Regions from separate parts of the Mus musculus genome. Here region 2 is linked to region 1. Evidence: chromatin contacts called from public promoter capture Hi-C data. All regions are on one chromosome and are shown on one strand. Each heading gives the region's core, a stretch centred on a gene start, on an enhancer-like site or on the middle of the called end of the contact. The rest is flanking DNA. Distances are from core to core; before and after follow the strand shown.

Region 1 (3,124 bases), core at 230-2,729:
TTAAGAAAAAAATATAGTGGAGAAAAGAATACTGTAATATATCACATCTTTTTAGTTAGGACATTCTTATTACGTGACTGGGAGGGTGGCTGGTGGGAAGAAATACACTAAAGTTTTGCGTCTTTTAAAACATCCCAGGGGTCTTGTTCTGACGTTCCTCATGACTGTACATCTTACCATCCTTCATCGCTTCCCAAGCCCGGCTGCTCAGGAAGGCGGTCATCGGGTGTCTAGCATGGACTTGGCAGTATCTAGCAAGTTTATTTAGGTAGGTCTAGGAAGCGGGTGGAAACGTACAGAGGACACAGATGCAGTGGCAGTAGGCACATCTTTGGAAGGGTTTGTCTTAAAGCCGGGGGTACCAGAGTGTTCAGTGAGTAAACGACGTGTGGTGGATGAGTGCCAAGTGCTCAGAGACAGTGTGTGTAAGTGCTGTTGATACTGTCCTGTCAAACACCACTTCAAAAGACCTTATGAATAGATCATTTAGATATCCCCCTTTTAAATGAAAGCCAGTTTTGAAGTGTGTAACTAATTTATATTATCTAGTACAGTTTCGAAAATAAAAATCATTTCTTTGTCAGCCAAAAAAATCTTGAGCTGTAAGAAAAAAAAAATAGGGACACTCGCTAGGTAGGTGAGGCCCTTTAGCCTAGCCGGCTTCAGCAGAGGCAAGGCTGCATGTCAGGCAGGATGTGGGCGGCTGGAGCCCGAGCAGCCCACACTGCCTTTGTTTTTTCCTCGGGGCGAATTTCTTGCGTTTTCCCGTCGTTTTGGGCAAAGGGCTTAAGAGTTACTCTTAAAAGTTTATGGAGTCGTTTGGAGGCCATGAGCTTTTGTTGGCCAAGGCTAGCTAGCGGCAGATGGAGAAACTATAACAGCTTCCAGATTGTTTAGAATGCTGTCTTCCCTAGACCTCTTCTCTCCACAGGAAAGGGTGAGATTAACCCCGTGTATTTCCCAATCCCTTAAACTAATATGCACAAAATCTGGCTGCATAGGTCCTCTGCTTTACCGTGAAAGCAAACAGTTCTGGGATGAGTCCCATATAGGGGAGCTCATAGCAATGCTATTCAGAGGCAGAGCAGGGTCCCGCGGCCGGGATGGGGTGGGGGCAGTAGGGGGAGCCGATCGCAGGGCTTCTCCTCGCAGACTCACCTCCTTGCTGGCCTGCTGGACCGTCTGCACCAGGAACAGCTTGTGGGGAGTCCCCTGCTGGTAGTTAATGCAGTTCTCCGCCACCGAGGCGGCCCTGGACGCAGCATAGTGGGTGGGTGGGATTTCCATCTTGGGGGAGACAGCGCGGGCTATCCTAGTTCAAAGAGATCACGGCGGGTGCAGCCAGGGTCCCGTCAGTGTGGAGTGCTGGCCAGCCGAGTGGGTGTCCAAGTGGGTGTCGGTGAGGTGGTGAAGTCAGTCGGTAGCTGGGCTGGGCGTGCGCGCTTGCTCGCTCCTCAGCGCCTTCCTTCCCTCTTCCTCCTTCACTCAGGAAACCGTTCGGGCAGTGGCTCTGCCGGGAGCCTCGGCCCCGCCCTGGGGTAGGCGGGCACCTCCGGGAGAAAAGCTCGGGCATTCCCTCCGGCTCCCGCGGGTCTGGGCAGGTGTGGAGCGGGAGGGAGAACCTGGAGGAAGGGGAAGGGCTTTCTGGCCTTGCCTCGATGGGTCCTTCTGAGGGCTTCAGCTGCCGGATGAGGAATCGCTGGCTGTTTCACGTACAGATTAGAGTACACCTCTCCTTTTTCAAACGGGCTGTCACGGGGCAGGGGGCAAAGTGCTCCAAGTGTAATTCAGCCCTTACCCTTCCCTTTGTGAGACTCTTGCTCAGCCAGGTTCCTTTAGAGGCAGATCCAGAGTGGGAAAGCAGAAAAGCCATTTTAAAACGTTGGGAGACTGGTCAGGATCAGAGGAAATACTTCCCCATTCATAAGACCTTAGTGATCTTAGAAATATAAAGCTTAATGAGCGTGAACCACCACTCCCATCTTTCTTGAAATCCTATTTTAATGACTTTTTATGTGTATGTGCACACGTGTGTGCAGGCACATCAGATTACCCGGGAGCTGGAGTTGTGTGCCACACAGTATGGGTGCTGGGGACCAAACTCAAGTCCTCTGCCTCAGCTGCCGAGCCAACTCTCCAGCCCCATCTCTATTTCTCTTAAAAGGTAGATGGTTGGAGGCTTTCTGGGTAGACTGTCTATGTTGCAGCCACTCTGCAGAGAAGGGGAAGGTGCCCTGTGGGACACGTGTTGCTTTCCTCGTGTGCTAATGGAGCTTTCCTATAACTGAGGACTTTCTTTGGGCCCAGTGGATTATTAAATACCAACCAACTCAGTTCGTTCATTCCCCATCTTTTCTAGTTATGTTAGCCAACAGCAATGAAGCAGCTAGGGGATAACAAGTCTAACTTTTTTTTTTTCTCTTGATATTGGAAATGTTTGTCTTTTTAGCTGTAAGCCAACCCCTTTAGGAGAGAGTGTGTGTGTGAGTATGGGCTTCCAAAGTGAGCATTTTAAAGTCTAACGAATAGTCAAAGATTCTGTATTTAATAATTAGTATAGACTGGCATGATGGCACTTGAGGTTTCTTAAAATTGTAATTATTACTTAAAAGGGAAACTTTTTCATTTAAACATTAAATAAACTGAATTGCAAGAATATCATTCCTAGCCTTGTGCCTTCTTTTAAAATGTCTTTCTTAGAGTTTTTGCCTGCATGATGTGTGTGTGTGTGTGTGTGTGTGTGTGTGTGTCCCTATTGCCCAAGGAGGTGTCAGTAAAAGGTGTCAAATTCCATGGGACTGGAGTTAGAGATGACTGTGAGCCACCATGTTGCAGGGAATCAAATCCCAGTCTGCAAGAGCAGAAAGTGTTTTCAACCACTGAGTTGTCTGTTCAGTCCCACTTGGGTCTTGGTTACCTACTACAATCTCACCAGTGGTTGATATTCAGTCCATTATCTTCAGACTTGAGTAATATGTAGATTGTCTTCAAGGTAATAAGTTATTATGAGTCCCCAGGATTATATACTTTATACTACTGGTATTATATTACAGTATGAGCATTAAACAAGATAAAAAAAATACTGTGGCTTATAACTTAGTATGAATATAAAATCAAAATGGCC
Region 2 (3,124 bases), core at 435-2,934, 94 kb after region 1:
GCTGGTGCTTAGCTAGATCCTTCACTCCTAGTGACTAGTGTTCACGGTACTGGGAAGTACTCTGCACACTACTAGAGGAAAGCAGTAAACACTAACCCTGCTACACACCCTGCCACCTACAATGGTGACCTACCTTCAGGCTAAACTGGAATGAGGCACAGATGCTGACGGAGAAACCAACCACTATTTAAGGCCCACTCCATGAGATGGACCCTATGCTGACACTGTCTGGTGGCCAAGAGTATGAGACTGGACAGGCCATGGACTTAGGAGAAAAAACAAATACTTTTGTTCTGCCAAGGGAACACAGCACTAAAGTGACTCTTAACAACATTCAGCTGCACGCATGGATCGACGCCTCCCTCAGCCATCTCCAGGGAAGCTTCCTTCTATAGTGGATGGAGACAAATACAACTGGACCATGTGCAAGAGTAAGAAGCCTTGGGACACTCAGTCTTAAATGGCGTGTCTCCATGACACCCCCACCCCCCTGGAGCTCAGGGAAGAAGAGGTGGAAAGAGCAAGAGCCAGAGGGGACGGAGGACACCAAGGAAACAAGGCCGTCTAGACACATAGGTCTGACAGAGGTATGCACTCACAGAGACTTTGGCAGTGTGCACAGAGCCTGCACAGCTCTAAGCCAGGTCCCAGCACTGAGAGGAAGACGTAGACTCACATCCCTATCCAAGATGCTGTCTCCAATTAACAACTGCTCCAAAGGGAAATCAGTTTCTCCAATGGAGACTCACTGCGTATACAAACCACACGTCAGGGCTGGTCACATGCCCTGCAGTAAACAGCTATAACCAAAGGCACTCAATGGTGTTTCATAGATTTTTATTTTTGTCTCATATTGCTTTGATTAGTCTTTTTTTTAAAAACCTTACTGGTCTTTGCTCGTATATTATGGTTTCTGAATTTGTATTTTTATGGTGTCTCGCTGTGTGTGTCGGTGTGTGCATTTTTTCATGTTCTTTATTTTTTTCTTCTTTTGTTTGTTAATTTTATTCTATTCTGGTCCATTATTTTTATTCACCTCTTTGTTTTCTTAAGAGAGAAAGAAACAAGGTGTTGAGTTTGAAGTGCCGGGTGGGGGTGGGGAGATCTGGGAGATGTGGGAGGGGAACTGTAATCAGAGTATATTGCATGAAAATAACTTCATTTTCAATAAATAAAATAAAATAAAAGAGGACAGCATATGAGGAACAACTAGTCTTCATGTGCATGTGAACACAGATGATGCATACATGCATACTGCACCCCCATACACACACACACACACACACACACACACACACACACTATAGACTCACAAAGTGCTGTTTGTTGACTCTTTAACTCAATAGAAAAAAATTTAAATATCTGGATTTTTTTTTTTGCATTAGTTTTAGAGTGACACCTTTCCTTACCCAACGAACTTTGCTCCCTTTATAGAGTTTTAAGAAAAGAAGAATAAGCAGATATACATTTCACAACTAGCACGTGACTGACTGTAAGCTAACATCCCGCTACATGCCAGCGTCCCTCAGCCTCACCAAGCCTCCTTGGCCATAATGAGGAAGTGAAATTGCAAATGAATTGCAAATGAAGAAATCTCACCCAGGGGTGATTTCTTCTTGGGCTACCAATTAGGCTGTACAGACTGTGGTGCCAGGGGAAGGCCAGAACTTGTCATGGAAGGTGAAAGCCCGGTGAGTGTAACGAGTCATTTCCTGTCCCCGGAGAAGGGGTGTGCTGCAGGGTAAAGCGCAGAGGGTAGTGTGCGTTAGGGAGCGGGCGCAGGCTCGCAGCGTACATGACTGGCGTGCTAAAAGAGCCTCCAGAGTCAGCAGCTGTTAAGGCACAAATTGCCAGTGACACCGTGGAACTGAGTGATGGTCTTGCTGGAAGGAAAGCAGTATTTATAAAAATCCTATCCATATTTATGAACCTTTTCACTCAATCCTGGGGTCTTCACTGTTCTGTCTGGTGAGGGTGCCTGAGTGGTAAGTAGCAAAATGTTTATTCTAAGGAAAAAAAGGGGGGGGGAGCTTCTTTTTTATTCTTGAGAATTTCATGCATTTATACAAGGAAATACCATAGCCGTCACTATTTCCTCCCCCTCCCCCCACTTTCTTCCCTATATGACCGCCTCTCAACTTCATGTCCTCTTTTTCCTTTCTTTAAACACAAGTCCAATTAGTGTTGCCTACATGGATGTGGGAGTAAGGCCACCCTCTGAAGCGCGAGAGATCTACTAGTGGACACACAATAAAAATAAACATAAACATAAAAAGGTTTGCCCCTCCCCACAACTATCAACTGCTAATAGCTCTTTAATGAGGGATGGATTTTGGAGATCCTCTACCCCACGCACGCTGGAATTTTGGCCGGCTTGATCGTGTATAGGTCAGCAGAGCTGGAGTGAGTTATGCGTGTGACAGCCAGCCAGGTCCAGAAGTTTGCGTTCCACAAACAGCCCTCCTCGTTGTCCAGCCCTTACTGTCTTTCCTCTTCATGAACATTCCTCGAGCCCTGGTGGTGTTGGCGGGGACACAGGGTTGAGAGAGATGCCCCGCTGAGAGTTGAGCATCCAGTCACCTAGTCACTTGCTCTTGGCACCCTGGCCAGTTTGGCATCTCACACTGACCACTGCTGTAGCGAGAAGAGGCTTCTCTGACCACAGTTGAGAACAGCCCGAGTTTATAGACACAGATATTTATAAGGCTACTCGACAGCATGGCGGTTTAGAAAAGCGACAGCTGCAGCCTCTGCTCTAGGCCTATGACCTCCCAAGCCATCGACTTCTGACCGAGTTTACAGTACTAGGTTTCCATTCTCATTCCGTGGCTCCCAGCCTGCCCATTGCCTCTGGAACACCACTTCCAGGTATTCTGAGGCCGACTCTCTCGCCCTTTGGTTTCTCAGAATGATCACTTTGGCTCTCCACACTCCTGCGAGCTACATCCTGTGTCTCCGTTTGAGTTTCAAAGACCATGGCACTTTCTTTCAATTCCCAGTCAATCCTTTGAAAGGAAAGTTCCCTAATAAGTTTAAATTCACCAGGTTATTTCAAGAGTTGGTGAGCATAAGCACAATATAAGTAACTTTTTCCTTAATTAAAATATAGTTCCTCAGGCCCGAA

What was found. Promoter capture Hi-C pulls out the DNA fragments that hold promoters and counts their contacts.
Region 2: a promoter capture Hi-C map of macrophages shows a contact between it and region 1, with 7 read pairs. The contact joins the enhancer-like site here to the promoter of Lxn in region 1. A contact is called at or near these places in 15 of 39 promoter capture datasets (the 3T3-L1 cell line, 3T3-L1-derived adipocytes, the C10 cell line and 9 more), 4 of 15 datasets of contacts at CTCF or cohesin (embryonic stem cells, large pre-B cells and pro-B cells), 53 of 484 Hi-C or Micro-C datasets (the 3T3-L1 cell line, 3T3-L1-derived adipocytes, B cells and 26 more), 7 of 115 datasets of contacts at active chromatin or transcription factors (bone marrow-derived macrophages, embryonic stem cells, large pre-B cells and 1 more) and 4 of 9 other capture datasets (adipose tissue, liver, macrophages and 1 more).

What each region holds. Positions count from the first base shown.
Region 1 is chr3:67,462,428-67,465,551 of GRCm38.p6, forward strand. Lxn (latexin) reads right to left here and starts at 1,480. Exons shown (of 6, transcript NM_016753.4): 1 at 1,159-1,480. The coding sequence starts at 1,287. All of the region lies in intron 13 of Gfm1 (G elongation factor, mitochondrial 1), which reads left to right.
Region 2 is chr3:67,555,772-67,558,895 of GRCm38.p6, forward strand. No RefSeq gene overlaps it. Among named protein-coding and RNA genes, the nearest start is that of Gm35299, 3.9 kb to the left of the region's middle. Within about 2 kb of position 1,685, at least 109 of the 459 cell types and tissues checked have an H3K27ac peak or open chromatin away from gene starts, as enhancers often do. A contact at or near this core is called in B cells, the Ba/F3 cell line, bone marrow-derived macrophages and 7 more, where this site is marked.